Regions from separate parts of the Anser cygnoides genome. Here region 1 is linked to region 2. A link is a contact called in public Hi-C data. All regions are on one chromosome and are shown on one strand. Each heading gives the region's core, a stretch centred on a gene start, on an enhancer-like site or on the middle of the called end of the contact. The rest is flanking DNA. Distances are from core to core; before and after follow the strand shown. Region 1 holds the start of NKTR (natural killer cell triggering receptor). Region 2 holds the start of CCDC13 (coiled-coil domain containing 13).

Evidence for each region. A called contact is a pair of places that touch in the nucleus more often than the background predicts.
Region 1: a contact with region 2 is called in a Hi-C map of liver, with 3 times the contacts expected there. The contact joins the promoter of NKTR here to the promoter of CCDC13 in region 2. A contact is called at or near these places in 3 of 7 Hi-C or Micro-C datasets (granulosa cells and liver).

The regions. Positions count from the first base shown.
Region 1 is chr2:3,618,259-3,624,856 of Taihu_goose_T2T_genome, forward strand. NKTR (natural killer cell triggering receptor) reads right to left here and starts at 1,831. Exons shown (of 17, transcript XM_066991387.1): 1 at 1,735-1,831; 2 at 1,459-1,539. The coding sequence starts at 1,516.
Region 2 is chr2:3,473,573-3,480,605 of Taihu_goose_T2T_genome, forward strand. It overlaps CCDC13 (coiled-coil domain containing 13), which reads left to right and starts at 4,946. Exons shown (of 16, transcript XM_048062293.2): 1 at 4,946-5,102; 2 at 5,868-6,091. The coding sequence starts at 5,874. It overlaps HIGD1A (HIG1 hypoxia inducible domain family member 1A), which reads left to right and starts at 437. Exons shown (of 4, transcript XM_048062301.2): 1 at 437-686; 2 at 937-1,129; 3 at 2,714-2,848; 4 at 3,562-4,688. The coding sequence starts at 441. The coding sequence ends at 3,611.

The sequences.
Region 1 (6,598 bases), core at 581-3,080, 140 kb after region 2:
AAATTAGTACCACCCTAGTATCGGCAGGACACTCCATCTCGCAGAGCTAACGCTTCGTGTCATCTGGAAGCACTGCTGTATCACTCACACTTCATTCGGCTCTTGAAGGTCACCTCACAGCCACAGGGGGATGTTTAAGTTTCTTAAATGCAACTTTACATCCCGAGATAGAGTTGTATAGGAAATTGATAAACAGACGCTCGCATACAGTAGCACAGCCACGTTACGCACGAGTCCTGCACCAGTATTTTATTCACTGACATGCTTCCCTGCAAAAATACGAGTGATTAATCAGGTGAAATAAAAGCAGCAGGGCTCTGCATTTCACGTTCACCCCGTTTTAAAGGGAAAATAAATACTGGCAGCAACAGAGCCGAGCCCCGCGCCTACGCCAGGTAACTTAAGCTCTGCACCACCAGGAACCTAACAGCGTGATTCCTCGCCGACAGCAGCACCAGCCACCAAATCCTAGCAGACATGAGGGAAAACGAGGTAACCTGCTGCTTTCGGGATTCACAAGGCTGAGGAGGGACGAGAAGGTAACAAACAGGAGGGAAAACCAAGTGGGAGCGGGGCTGCGAGCATACAGACAGTAAGGAGAGGTCCCCCAGATGAGGAGCCCCATCGAAAATCCCTGCCAAAGACGGAAATTCGGCGAAGGCTCAGCCTCAAACCACAGCTCCCACACCAGAGACCCCGCCACAATAAAGCAGCTTTTAGTAGCCTAATTCCCCAGTAAATCTGGATTTAAAGCACGGCGTTAAAACTCCACTTCCTTTAGCGTTTTGCTCATCAGAAATGAGTTCTGAAACGCTAACCAAAGGAACTCAAACGTAAACCTTAAGGGATTTACACAGGAGCCCTCTCGGGCCACCGGAGCCGAATTTGGGCTGAAGTTTGGGAGCAAGCCCAACGCCTGACAGCCGTGCCTGAACGCAAGGCAAACCTGCGGCAAGAGTTTTTAAATCTCCATTTTCTAAGTCCTTTGGAGAAAGACTGAGGCAGAAAATGAAAGCAAAAGCACAAGGAGGCTACGAAATCTTGCTGTGAGAGAGCTGCGGGGCCGGGAGGCACCGGGTGCTGGGAGCCCAGGACCAGGAGCCCCCCTGCAGCCAGGGGCCAGCAGGGCTAACCCCCAGCTAGCCACACCGGCCACGCTTTCTGCGTGGAAAAGAAGAGTTCTGAGACATTTCTCTTCCTTGTTTTAAAGCAGGCCGGCCCTTTATGCCCACCCCGGGGCAGGAGGGGGGCAGCAGCCCCCTGTTAATTAGGGGTAATTAGCGCACTTCCAGCAGGACCCAGACCCCCCTTCCACAGCCCCACACGCCCCAAAGGGGCTCCCCAAATTACTGCCAGCCCCCCAAACCCCTGCCGACCCCCCCCGGCCCCCAAACCCCTGCCCCCTCGGCCCCCCAAATTCCTGTTCCTCCTCCCCCAGCCCCCCCAACCCCCCCGTACCTGGGTCCCGGTTGATCTCGATGTCGAAGAAGCACTGGGGCCGGTCCTGCACCCCCATGGCTGCCCCCTCGCCCTCACCACCTGCCCACGGAGAGAAACCGCCGGGGGCTGAGCCGAGCCGAGCCGGGCCGGGCCCGGCCCCGTGAGGAGAACCCTCTCCCCTCACCGTGTAAGTGAGGGGAGGAAAGGGAGGGGGGAAGGGAAAAAACGGGATAAAATGGGGCGCCCCCCAAGCCCTGCCCTGCCCTGCCCTGCCCTGCCCTCCCCCCCCTTTACCTGACGGCCCCTGCGCTTTGTCCCCGCTCCGCGCCCCCTCGCCCTCCCCCCCCCGGCCCGGGCGCCATGAACCGGCCGCGCTCAGGCGCCGCCCCCCGCCCCCTGCCCCCCTTGGGCACGGCCCCGCCCCTTGGCCCGGCTCGGCTCGGCACGGCCCCGCCCCGCCCCGCCGCGCGCGTGCGCGCCGCGCCCCCTCCTCTCCCTCCCTCCCTCCCCCCGCCCTCAGCGGTTTCGCGCCGCTCCCTGAGGGGAAGGAGCCCCCCGCGGGGCGCGGCCATGTTGCGTTCCCCCGGCTGAGGGGGGATTTTTTTTTTTTGGTCGTTTTTAAGGGGTGTTTGGTTGTTTTTAACACCTGTGTTTTTAACGCTGTGGTTCTGCCGTTTGGGGGTGTCTGAGCACCTGGGGCAGGTCCTGACCGAAACGCTCGCCGCGATTTGTCCCTGGTCATGCTCCCGGTTCCTCGGTGCTTCCTTCAGCCAGCGTCAGGAGGAGCTGAAGGAAATGTCATTATTACAGCAGCTCATATACAGAATCACAGAATCATTAGGGCTGGAAAAGCCCTCCATCTGGTCCAACCACCCCCCTACCACCAATGTCACCACCAAACCATGTCCCCAAGCACCGCGTCCAACCTCTCCTTGAACACCCCCAGGGACGGTGACGCCACCACCTCCCTGGGCAACCCGTCCCAACGCCTGACCACTCTTTCTGAGCAGAAATGTCTCCTCATTTCCAACCTGAACCTCCCCTGGTACATACAACTCAAGACCATTCCCTCTTGTCCTATCTTCGGTTATCTGCGAGAAGAGGCCAATATATATATATGTTAAATTCGGGATATTAGACCATCCCAGGGCCTGGAAAAAAAAAGCTCTTTACTAATTACTGAACTGTCAAGTTGTTCAGGTTAGAGGTGCCAGTCTCCTTGCTAACTACATAAATCCCCTGCTCACTTTGAGCCTATGACATCCTTCAGGCATCCCTCACAGCAAGGATGCCCAGCAGCTTACAACAGCTTTTCATGTGTCCCCTCATATCCATCTCATTTGTGTAATTACTTTGTTCGCATCCTTACAGAGTCATCTTTTTGTAGGAGATGGTGGAAGGCAGCAGAGCACGTACCCTGCACGACCTGCGGCAGCTACATCTCGTACAGACTCCATCTAAAGCACAGCCCCACCACTCTGTGCGAGAGATGTCTTGTATTGCTTCCAGAAAGAAGACTTTCTGGAAGTAATAAGTTTAGTCTGGAGAATAGTTAGTCTGGAGAAGAGGGGGCTCGGGTAGACCTCATTGCTCTCTAAAACTACCTGAAAGGAAGGTGTGTGGGCTGGGGGTTGGCCTCTTCTCGCAGATAACTAGTGATAGGACTAGAGGGAATGGCCTCAAGTTGCGCCAGGGGAGGTTCAGGTTGGAAATGAGGAGACATTTCTTCTCAGAAAGAGCAGTCAGGCATTGGGACGGGTTGCCCAGGGAGGTGGTGGCGTCACCGTCCCTGGGGGTGTTCAGGGAGAGGTTGGACGTGGTGCTTGGGGACATGGTTTAATGGTGACATTGGTGGCGGGGGGGGGTTGGACCAGATGATCTTGGAGGGCTTTTCCAACCTTAATGGTTCTGTGATTCTATGACTTGTACCTTTCTGAGCAGAAGGGACACCCTTACTAAGCCCTCACCACCCAAGAAGCGATCTGTTTCTGTGTTTTTCAAAAGTTGTACAAAGCAGAACTCATTGCAGTAGTTTTACTTGGCAGCAGTATCTGCACTTATGTCCTTGTCCACAGAGAAATTCAGAGGTCTTAGATAAGAAAAATGAAATGTGCTGAGAATAAACAGTGGCAGCACTGAGATCAAGGGATGCTTTCGACAATGGGAATGTAACAAAGTGGAATTGTTTTAGGTGTACTTGATCTATAGCTTTTATGGCTGCTGTCACCACAGCATTTGAGCATCCGACGAAGTTTTAACAGCCGGATTCTGGCATTCCTTACTGTCCCTAATACCTGGTTGTGCGAGTGCTCCCTCAGGAAGCTGGTCTTTGGAGCTGTTGCAGACGTCCTTTAGGGATACTTGCATTGTAGGCTATCGCACAACATAAAATGTGGCATAGTCTGGCCCTAAACTATTTATGAAATGCCTTTATAATATAGAAGGCTATTATTTGCCTCACTTTAAAACTAGAAACTGAAGCTACTGAAACAAAAACTGAAACAAAGCTACTGAGAAATTAATACTAGGTATTCAAGTAGAAATATCAGGTATAAATTAAGTAGCTCTATAGGATTTCCTTTCCAAAATGAACATTTGAAAATAAGTCTTCTTGATTTCCCTAATCTTTCCCAAACAATAAATATTGTATGGTTACATTTTGATGTTTTTGCTTTTTTATTATTTATTTTTTTTTCTCCTGAGCTAAAATAAACTGTTAATTAATTTCTCTTTACCTGCAATTTCTTGCTTTTCTGTGTTTGGAATATGAATTGCTTGCTAAAGGCAAATGGACAAAGAAATAAGCAAAAGACTCATAAAAGGCATGGAAATGTGCTACTTGCTTTTCATGCAAGTAGCAAAGATTGTGAGCAATTAAAACAAAAAAGTTAATTTCAAGCTGTGATTATTTTAATAAAGACGCAAATTAGAAAGAAGTTTCTGGTCCCCTGGGAGAAGCTCTTAAGATCATCTCTAGGACTAAAGCTGATGAATATGCAGCCTGGTGGAAGAAAGACATTAAAAAAAAAAATATCTAAAGCATATTTGAGGCCAGTCTTTTGAAACGTGAAACATTTAGTTACAAATGGAGATCACTCCTGGTGTTCCTATGTGGGAACTGCTGCAGATGCTGTTCTGGAAATGTCCTGTGCCCATTGAAACAGCGACAAAGTCCCCATTGATTTCAGCGACCGTGGACGGAGGCTGTTTGAGGGGGATTGTGGCCTGTGTGGCAAGGCAGCGGAGTTATGGATGACAAATTGCTTTTGAATAATACGAGGTTCTGCGACCTACGTGCAAATCAGGGGGAAACCACTCAAACTGGGACATGGTCTTTATTTTCCAAAGTGTCTTTAATTGTCCTAATAAGTATTAGTCTAAACGTGGCCATGGAAGCTCTACCTAACCAGCTGTTGTTTCAAGGTTAACGTTTAGGTATTTATAGAGGCTTTTGGTTATCTTTTTGGATAAAAGATATCTCCGTAGGTAGAGCCTAGGTCTGAAACTGAAAGCAAGCTTTTTTATGAGCAACGAGTTGTTGATCAGTTCTTTCTTATGCAATTCTAGGTGTTGCCATCGCTGTTACATTTAATTTGTCAACTGTAATATTGTAGAGGGCCCGGTGTCCTAAAAACCTCTGGTGTGTTCCTTGCGTGCTGACTAGCTTCTTACCTCATTTGTGGTTTGCAGGCACCTTAGATAAGAAAGAGGAGGAATTTTCAATGTAGCTTGCCATCATGTTGGTTGTGGTGGTGGTGCTCAAAATACTTCTCTGAGACAAATCCATGACTGCTTATTCTTGATCTCGCTCTGTGGCTGCTCCGCGTGGATCTCATCCAGTGTGAACGGATACGAGGTGTTGGTGCCGAGAGAACTGACTCAGAGCTCTTCGCGAGGGTCACAAATGATGAACGTCGAGAGACACCGGATGAAGGAGCCAGAAATTTCTCCAGCTAAATTTAAAAGCTTGTGTTACCGTGGTAGAACAGAGGAGGACTGCGAGTGTTTCCTTCAGTAGTTCAGTCATGCAAAACCATTTCTTCGGTATTTTTTTTCTGAAGTATAAATATTGCATGCTGGAATAACAGAAAAATGGCTTTAATTATGAAAAGCCTCGCTGTTAAGCAAACACAAAGTTAAAAGTAAAAGCCGACAGGCAGTTATCTGTTAAGCAAACTTAACCAGTGAAAAGGTACTAAATTAAAAACCACACGTGCCAGCATTGGAGTGAGGAGTTCAGAGTGCTAAAGGGAACTAGATGGCTTGGGGATAAGTAGCAAACAGCAAAATCTGTCAGCTCTAGGCTGCTGATCAAAATCCACACCGTGTCAGTAATATCTGACATTTTTCCATACACCGAATGCCAAGATGCTGATGAGCTGCGCATGGCCAGCAGGAAGCTCCTGCCCGCGTTACAGGGAGCATTATAGGGGTGGGTGCTTATGGAGGCTGGCAGGAGAGGCGCTTTGTGGCTCCTGCTCTGGCAGGACCGAGTAAAATGGGAACCCCAGGCTACTGAAATGCGAATGCTGCATGTGCAGAGGGAGATCGGGAGGTTTGGGCAGGCGGACTGCCACTAGCACCTGCCTTTGATGATAGCTGGCCCATTTCCCATTTGGCAAGGGAGATCTTCGGGAATCACTCTTTCACAGACTACGAACGTTAGGTAAAAATAAAGAAAGAGTATGTTTCTTACTATTAGCTCCCTAGCAATGCCGTGAATAGCTTCATAGTGATGGGGGCACAGAAGTAAAATAAAACCAGATCCTAGGCACCCGTACACCAAGTCCGATCCAGTGGATTTCTCTCTCTTCTGTCTCTGACCAGCTCTTAGGACACTTACACAGCTGTGCCATAGCTGGAATCCATGTCTCAAGCAAAGCCTTTGTCCTAGACTTGCTTTTGCTGAAAAGAGCATTGATTTGAGGACTCATATTTCCTCAGACAGGTTATGGGGGCATTTGTAACCTCGCACATCCAAACGCTCCCCATGGTTCTGTTTATTCACACATCCCTTCCCCAGGGATTTCCTGTGAACCATAACTCTGAGTACCTGAACCGTTAACATCCCTCCTAGCAGATTACCGAGCTCACTCCCCCGTCCTGCCCTGAAGCTTTAGGAATGTTTCCATCCCTGGCATGAGTAGGTGGAGCCATC
Region 2 (7,033 bases), core at 3,696-6,195:
TGCCCCGTGCTAAAAAAACTCCCATCTGGTGTCGAAAGGTGGCTTCGCACCAACACATTTCTGAAGCAAAAACTCAAGCAATTGGCAGAAAAAGCAGCGCCCTGCCTTCCCCCCTGCGAGGAGCAGCTGGAAAACCAACTTGGGAGTGCAGCAACGCGCCGGGCTCAACCCCAAACCCCTGTAACTTTGGGGAGCGAGCTCCTGGCGCCTGGTGGAGCAGCAAACATTAAGAAAAATGAGGAAAAATTAAGAAAAACTAAGAAAAACAGCAATAGAAATTAGCAGCTGAGGAGCACATACACCCCGCGGCAGGCGCATGGCCGACTTTTGGCGCGCCCGCCGCCCGGGGATTCCCCGCGCCTCCGCGCCACCCCGCGTGACGTCACGCCCTGCCCCGCCTCTTGCCCATATAAGGACTCGGAGGGCGGTCCGGCGCCGAAATGGCGCCGGGAGGAGGCCCCCCCCGCGCTGCGGATTGGCCGGCGGAAAGCGGGGCGCCGCGCGGGTCGCTGGGAGTTGTAGTTGTCAGGCAGGACGGGGCGCGACGGACCAATGAGAGCGGGGCGGGCGGGGCGCGGTTGGCCAATAAGAGCGGAGGGGCGGGGCGCGAGACCGGCCGGTGCCGGAGGTCGGGCGCGGAGCGGCGGCGGTCCGAGGGTTCGCGGGTTCGAGACCCGGCGGGGGCGGTGAGCGCGGGGCCGGGCCGGGGGGAGCAGAGCGGGGCTGGGCTGGGCTGGGCTGGGGGGGGAGGAGCGGGGCCCTCGGTGCCCGGTTTTTGGGGCGGTGGGAACGTGCTGCTGTTGCTTGGTTTTTTTCCCGTTCTCCCCCGTTCCAGTATGTCAGGGTCTCGTTTCCCGAAATTTCACTCGAATTAAACCAGCTTTGTGCGGCGCTTCGGCTCAGCTCTAGCCCTTGTAAATCGTTTTGCGCTCGTAGGATCCCCGGGGGATTTTCCTTCCTCCGAAAACTTCTCTGCGCTTCTCATCCCTAAAACCTCCAGGGAGGCTCCCCGTCCTTGCAGGCACCATGTCGTCCGGTCAGGAATCCGTGTTCTCCGAGTATGAGGCGGAAAGCAGCCAGACGTCGAAGCTGCTGCGGAAATTTAAAGAGACGCCGTTTGTGCCCGTCGGTAAGATTAAGTGGGGGAAAATGCGGATTCATTGGCAATCTCCTCCTGGGGGATCAATATGGCAAACACGGTCACCTGCCGTGAAAAGGAAATTGCTCTGAAATGACTTCCTCGTGCAGGGCTGGGCTGTAGTAACAGCTTCTACCTGGGGTGGTATTTGCTCCCAAGGGGAGGGAGAAATCAATGAGGCTTCTCATCTTAAACAGAGCACCCAGAACCTAGAAAAAAGAAAGTTGTGAGTTTAAAAAAAAAAAAAACATGTTTGGGTGATCCTGGTAGGTGGTGAGGATGGTGTCTTGTTCTGGAGGGACTGGGAGCTGTGTGATCACCACACGGTGACTTTCAAGCTAACAAACGCCCAGCCAAAAGTATCCCAAATCCATCCCACCTCCTGAAGGTTTCACCTCTTTGTGGCCGTCCCTTAGTCCAAATGCTTTTTCCCACTAGGTTCAGTGGTTCCCCGGCTTAAGGGTGGTGTTAAAATCCTCAGCCTCTCTGCTGAGACCCGAAAAAACCTCGAGGAGAGGGTTGTGTGCCCTGAGAACTTTCCTCCGATCAGGAACTGCCTTTGATGGGAGATGGGTTTTGATTTCCAGCCGCCTTAAATGGAGGGCGGATGGGTCAGTCGGGGTGAGCTGTTCCTTGCCAGCAGATAGCTGCTGGTTTGTGGTCACAGGACTTTGTTCTCCAGCTCACGATGGACTCGGTGAGTCCAGCTTCTCCCAGGCAGATTAGTGGAGTTTACCTTCAGCCTGAGTTAGAGCTAGCTTGAAGGCCCTAGAACTCTTAATTTGTATTTAATGAAGCTATCGTGTGAATCACGCACAGGGAAAGGGTGTTTGGTCTCAACTGGAGCTGGTCACGCTCCTGTTCAGGCAGCCAAGATGTCTGGGTTCTCGGCAGTAAAATACACACAGCCCTTAAAACTTGGCAGCTTTCTTTGGGTTATGTAAATAATCATCCTAAATGCGGAATAAAAGGGACTGGGTTTGGGATATTTTGCGCACCGCTGTTCTGTGAGAGCATCGGTGTCCGTGGTGGGAATTGGCACCGCCTGGGCTGTGTTTGGTCTGTCCAAGCACTAAAACGAACGGTGTTGCTGAACCTCAGACCCACGGTGTGGGACGAGTGACTTAGAACTTGTCCCGGTGAAAGCACGCCAAATGTGACAACCCAAAATAACACCCTCGGCGGGCAGGTGGCATGTCGGGATGCACCCGTGCACCAGCAGCACTGAGTGTCCTGGCTGAAGCCGAGCGGTGTTCTTGGTGTGAGGTTCCTTCTAAGAAAGCGAGCGGCGCTTGTGCCCTCTGAAAAATACCAAGGAAACTCCGTGACACCCTGAGAATGTACTGCGAGAGTCTGCTGTCGCGTTTTAACACCAGCGGAAATCATTGTTCTGCCCGCTGTGTGTTAAAGGAGATGGCACTCAAGTGAAAGCAGTAGGAAGAAAAGGGACCTCTACGCAAAAATAGCGTTGGGCAAAACCAGGCGTAGTCCCAGGATTTCTTGTTTAGATAGATCAATGCCACTGAGATGTCGGAGGTGATTTTTACTCATAGGAATGCCTTCCTTCCTTTGCAGGGATGGCTGGCTTCGCCGCGGTGGTGGGCTATGGGCTGTACAAACTGAAGCACCGAGGGAACATGAAAATGTCGCTTCACCTGATTCACATGCGTGTGGCAGCCCAGGGCTTCGTCGTGGGAGCAATAACGTGTGGTAGGTACCGAGCAGGAGGTTCTTGTCATGGGTCCTTTGGGTCATGTAAACCCTCTCACACCTCTTCTGCTGGTGGATAACATCGGCATGTGTTAAAAACCCTCGGGGTGGAAACATTCGGGCTACTACATATAAATATTTATGCCTCTTTGATCACTCTTCCTAGAGTTCACATACTGTTTAAGTACATATATTCAATATTAAACTCCACTAACTTTAGGAGTAGAAGTTTTGACCACTTTTAGATGTGGACAGTATGTGTGGTTTTACAGATACGGAAATTAGAGGCAAAGAAAAAAAGGCCATCTGCTGTTAATATTTTCCCTTGAAAATATGTTGCTGTTTCTGAACTTAATGCACTGGAAAGTCAGCTTCCTGGGTCTCATCTAAGTGTTTCGGCTGTGTATGTGTGTGAATTTATATCCCATGAAACACTGTTTGCCTGTACTGTATTCCCAGGAGGTAAAAGAGCAAAGCTTGACTTTGGCTGCAAAGTGAACTAGAGTTGGCTGGGGATCTGCATACCACTAAACTAGGAAAAGTTCCTGTGTATAAAGAATTCTGTAGTGTTCATCATGGCTGTTTAAAGAGAGGATGAAACAGAAGAGTAAGGGAAATATTACTTTGGTTTCTCAGAACTTCAGTGTTCAGATTTTGAAACCCTTCATTTCATATTTAACCCAGCTTTCTAATACTTTTTTTTTGTCATGCAGGTGTGCTGTATTCAATGCTACGGGAGTATGTGATAAAGCCCAAGGAATAATGGAAGAACCTAAACCTCTGTCCTGGTGGTGGCCTGTGTACTGCAGCTATCAACTTAATATTGAGGGGTTCTTGAGGGAAAAAAAATACGTGGCTTGAGAGAATTGCCCTTTATTTTGTGTATGGTACGCTGTCCCGAGGCTGGCAGTCTGAATGATTGCATAGTAGGTAAAATGGGTATCAGGGTCTGGTTCTTTTTGATTTACACTACTCTATCCCAATTTTTAGGGGATATAGTAGAGTACAATCACTTTATCTTCCCCTTGAGTGTTAGCTCAATCCTGCAATTGGTGACTTCTCTTGCTGCTGTTGCCCAAAGTGACGAAGTTTGAACTAGCTTCTCTTAGGTAGAGGCCCCATCTGTAAGGTAGCATTGAGAATGCTGTGAATGTTCTGCTGTCACTTCCTGTCCTGTATATTTGTCAGCCTCCAGCTGTGTAATTTAGAAGCTTCTAGCAGCACTGACTTCTAAAACATCGAGATACCTATAGACATCTATTTTATTTTTTTATTTAAGGCATAAGATAAGTACGTGGTGTGTTTCAGCTATTTAAATGTTATATTTATTAATTGTTAATGAAAACACCGGCTCCCTATTTTTACTATAGGTTTTCAGATGCTTTGATTACTGTATTTTGTAACTTTATTTACAGTGTTCTTCTGAGTAACATTTAAATGTAACATTTGAAATGCACTTTGATTTGTTCTAATGCTTTTAAAATATGATCTAGCTCTGACTTTTGCAGTACCATTCCCCACAGAAGTTTTAAAACGTTTGAATCTGAAAAGCCGCCCTCATACTTTGTGAGGCGTAAAATCTTTCTCTGCAAAGCGCCAGTGTTATTTTACACAGGAACCCCTTGAATCTCTTAACAGCAGTCACAAAAACGTGTTCATGAAGCAAATTTGTAGAAAACCGGCAAGATTTTCTCCGACGAGCTTACATTCCATGGTGGCAGTGTGACAAGAGGAGGTCTAATAAAGCAAGATACACCCTGCACCGGTGTGATTTGTTGAGAGCAGCGTGTGATATGATACAAATAAAATATGATGTGAATAAACAGCCGTGAGCAATGGAGACGAGCTGGTTGAGTTTTGACTGGGGATTTATGGTGGGGCTCCCCCTGTGTGCAAAACCTCCGGGGTGGGGGGGGTGGGGACTGTGTGAGGGGGTACATAGGGATTTAAAAAAAAAAAAAACCCTGAGAGGGCAGGGGGCTGCTATGGAGGACCCCAGCCCTCCCTCAGAAGGGCGGAACGGGGGCGGGCAGAAGGAGCTGCGTTCACCCGCGGCCGCCCTACAGCCCCGCGGGACGGGGGGGCAAGGGCGCTAAGATGGCGGCCGGCTCAAGGCGCATGCGCGGCCCGGGCCACCCGCCCGTTGCTATGGCAGCCGTGTGAGGCCGCGGCCTAGCCGGGAGCCTGAAGCCTGCGCCCGGGCCTTGCTGCGGGGGCGCCGCCGCCGGGCTGGGGGCTGCGGGGGGCGGCGTAGGTGGGCCCAGGGGGTGGGGGGAGGCGGCCGGAGGAGGTCTGGAAGGGAGGGAGGCGTGGGCCGAAGGCTTGGGGCTGAGGGAGGCAGCGCGGCCTGGTCAGGCCCCTGGGGGCAGCCATGCGGGGACACCCCCCCCCCCCCCCGAGGGGAGTCTGAGCTGTGGTGGGGCCCTCGGGACCTGCTCCGTGCCCGTGGGTCACGTTGGGTGGCACTCGCTGCTTGGAAATTGAGGGGAAAGTTGTAAGCCGCGCTGCTGGTGTTTAGGATAAGCAGAGATCTCTCATTGTCGGTCCCAGCTTAGCCCCAAAAATGGGGGGATTTGGGTTTTTTTTTGAAACCTGGGGAGGAAGGCTGCATGGGCCTGGGCTGCAACCAGCCTGCGTTCCTTTTAGTCATAAAAACTAGAAGTTGCGTGGTTTGGTTGCTCTGTTTGCTTGGGTTTTCCTCCAACTTGCTCTTCTCTAAAAACGTTTCTTTTAAACAGATACGTTTACAAGCGTTTTAAAGCATTGCTTTTTGAATGCTAGAGCGAAAAAGACCTAAAGGCTTTTCTGCTTGAAAGCCGTTTATGGAAAAAAAGGGCCCTTAAAGCGAGGCTGTGAGGCTGAGGAGCGCAGTGGCTGAGAGGAGGAGGAGGAGGTGGCAGGGAGACGGCAAAGGTCGGGGTGGAAAAACTACAAAGCAGCTGTTAGAAGAGGATGTTTTGAATGTGATGTTGATCTCTGGTCTCTGTTGCTCTTCATTTTCCTCCTGCGATGCTTTTAGTAAACCATGGAGTCAGACATCAAAGCACAGGAGCATTTTAAAAGCCAGTTTAAGGCTCTTCAGGAACAACAGCAAAGAAAGCTGCAGAATCTAATGGAGAGGAAAAAGGACAAGCAGAGCAGTCAGAAGGTTAACAATGGCAATGCAAAGGAGACTTTCGGCATCCCGAATGATCTAAACCTGTTTGAAACAGAACAACCTGTAACTGAAGATGACAGCAAAAGGTAAAGGTGTAGCAGCACTGTTCCCTCAGGAGGTCACAGAACTGTGTTTTGCTTATGATCTTATGAAACTCACAATAAGAGAGCACTTTGTCCTCATGTGTTAGGCTTTCAGTAGCCTGAGAAGACTCTCGCTGTCTCTGGTGCGTTTAGCCTCAGAGCACTGTTAGGTGCATTTTGTTATCCGAGTTTCACAAACGAAGAGCTGAAGGAAGGACAGAGGGGTTGAGGTGACGTGCTAAGGGCAGCTGGGCGCCATCTGCCCACCTCCAGTCGCTCCACGATCACTAATGCCCTTTGAGCTGCTGGTTAGCTCCTGCCTCGCCTTGTAAACAGGTTTCCTACACCAATAATTTCCAAAGACCAGTGTGTGCAACGCGTCATGCAGCTAATGGGTACAAGCCAAAGGCCTGCAGCCCAGGACAGTGTTCCCCACGTACCTGTGCAGTGTGACATGATTTAGTAAGTCAAAAGACAGCCACAGGAGATGAAATATAGGAGAGTCTCATGGGTGGGGTTGCCTCACAGGTAAGATACTTGACAGGGATGTACAAGTTAGGGTTGTAAATCTTCCTGGTGGCAAGGGTTTGGGCCTTACCTCACCCACTGGTGAGTATCTGGATTGCCTGGACGCTGGGCATTCTGCTGTGGATCTTCCTGAATCTTGCTTTTGGAGCTGAGTGCAGAAATCAGTTTACTGGCGCAGATTTGGAACCCCAGCTCAGATCATTCATCCTCCTTCTAGGATGTAGTCAGTGTCTCCTTCCGACCTAATTAATTTATTTTCGCAGACTGGAACAGGTCTGGAACTGGACACATCCCGGAGATGTCTGCAGTTAGCACAGCGTTGGCTGTTCTGGGATTTGCCCCCTGTTAGTGGCGAAGGCAGCCTAAGAAATTCCCGCTTCTGCTCTCTACTTGCGCCTGTGCCGACACAGCTGTTTT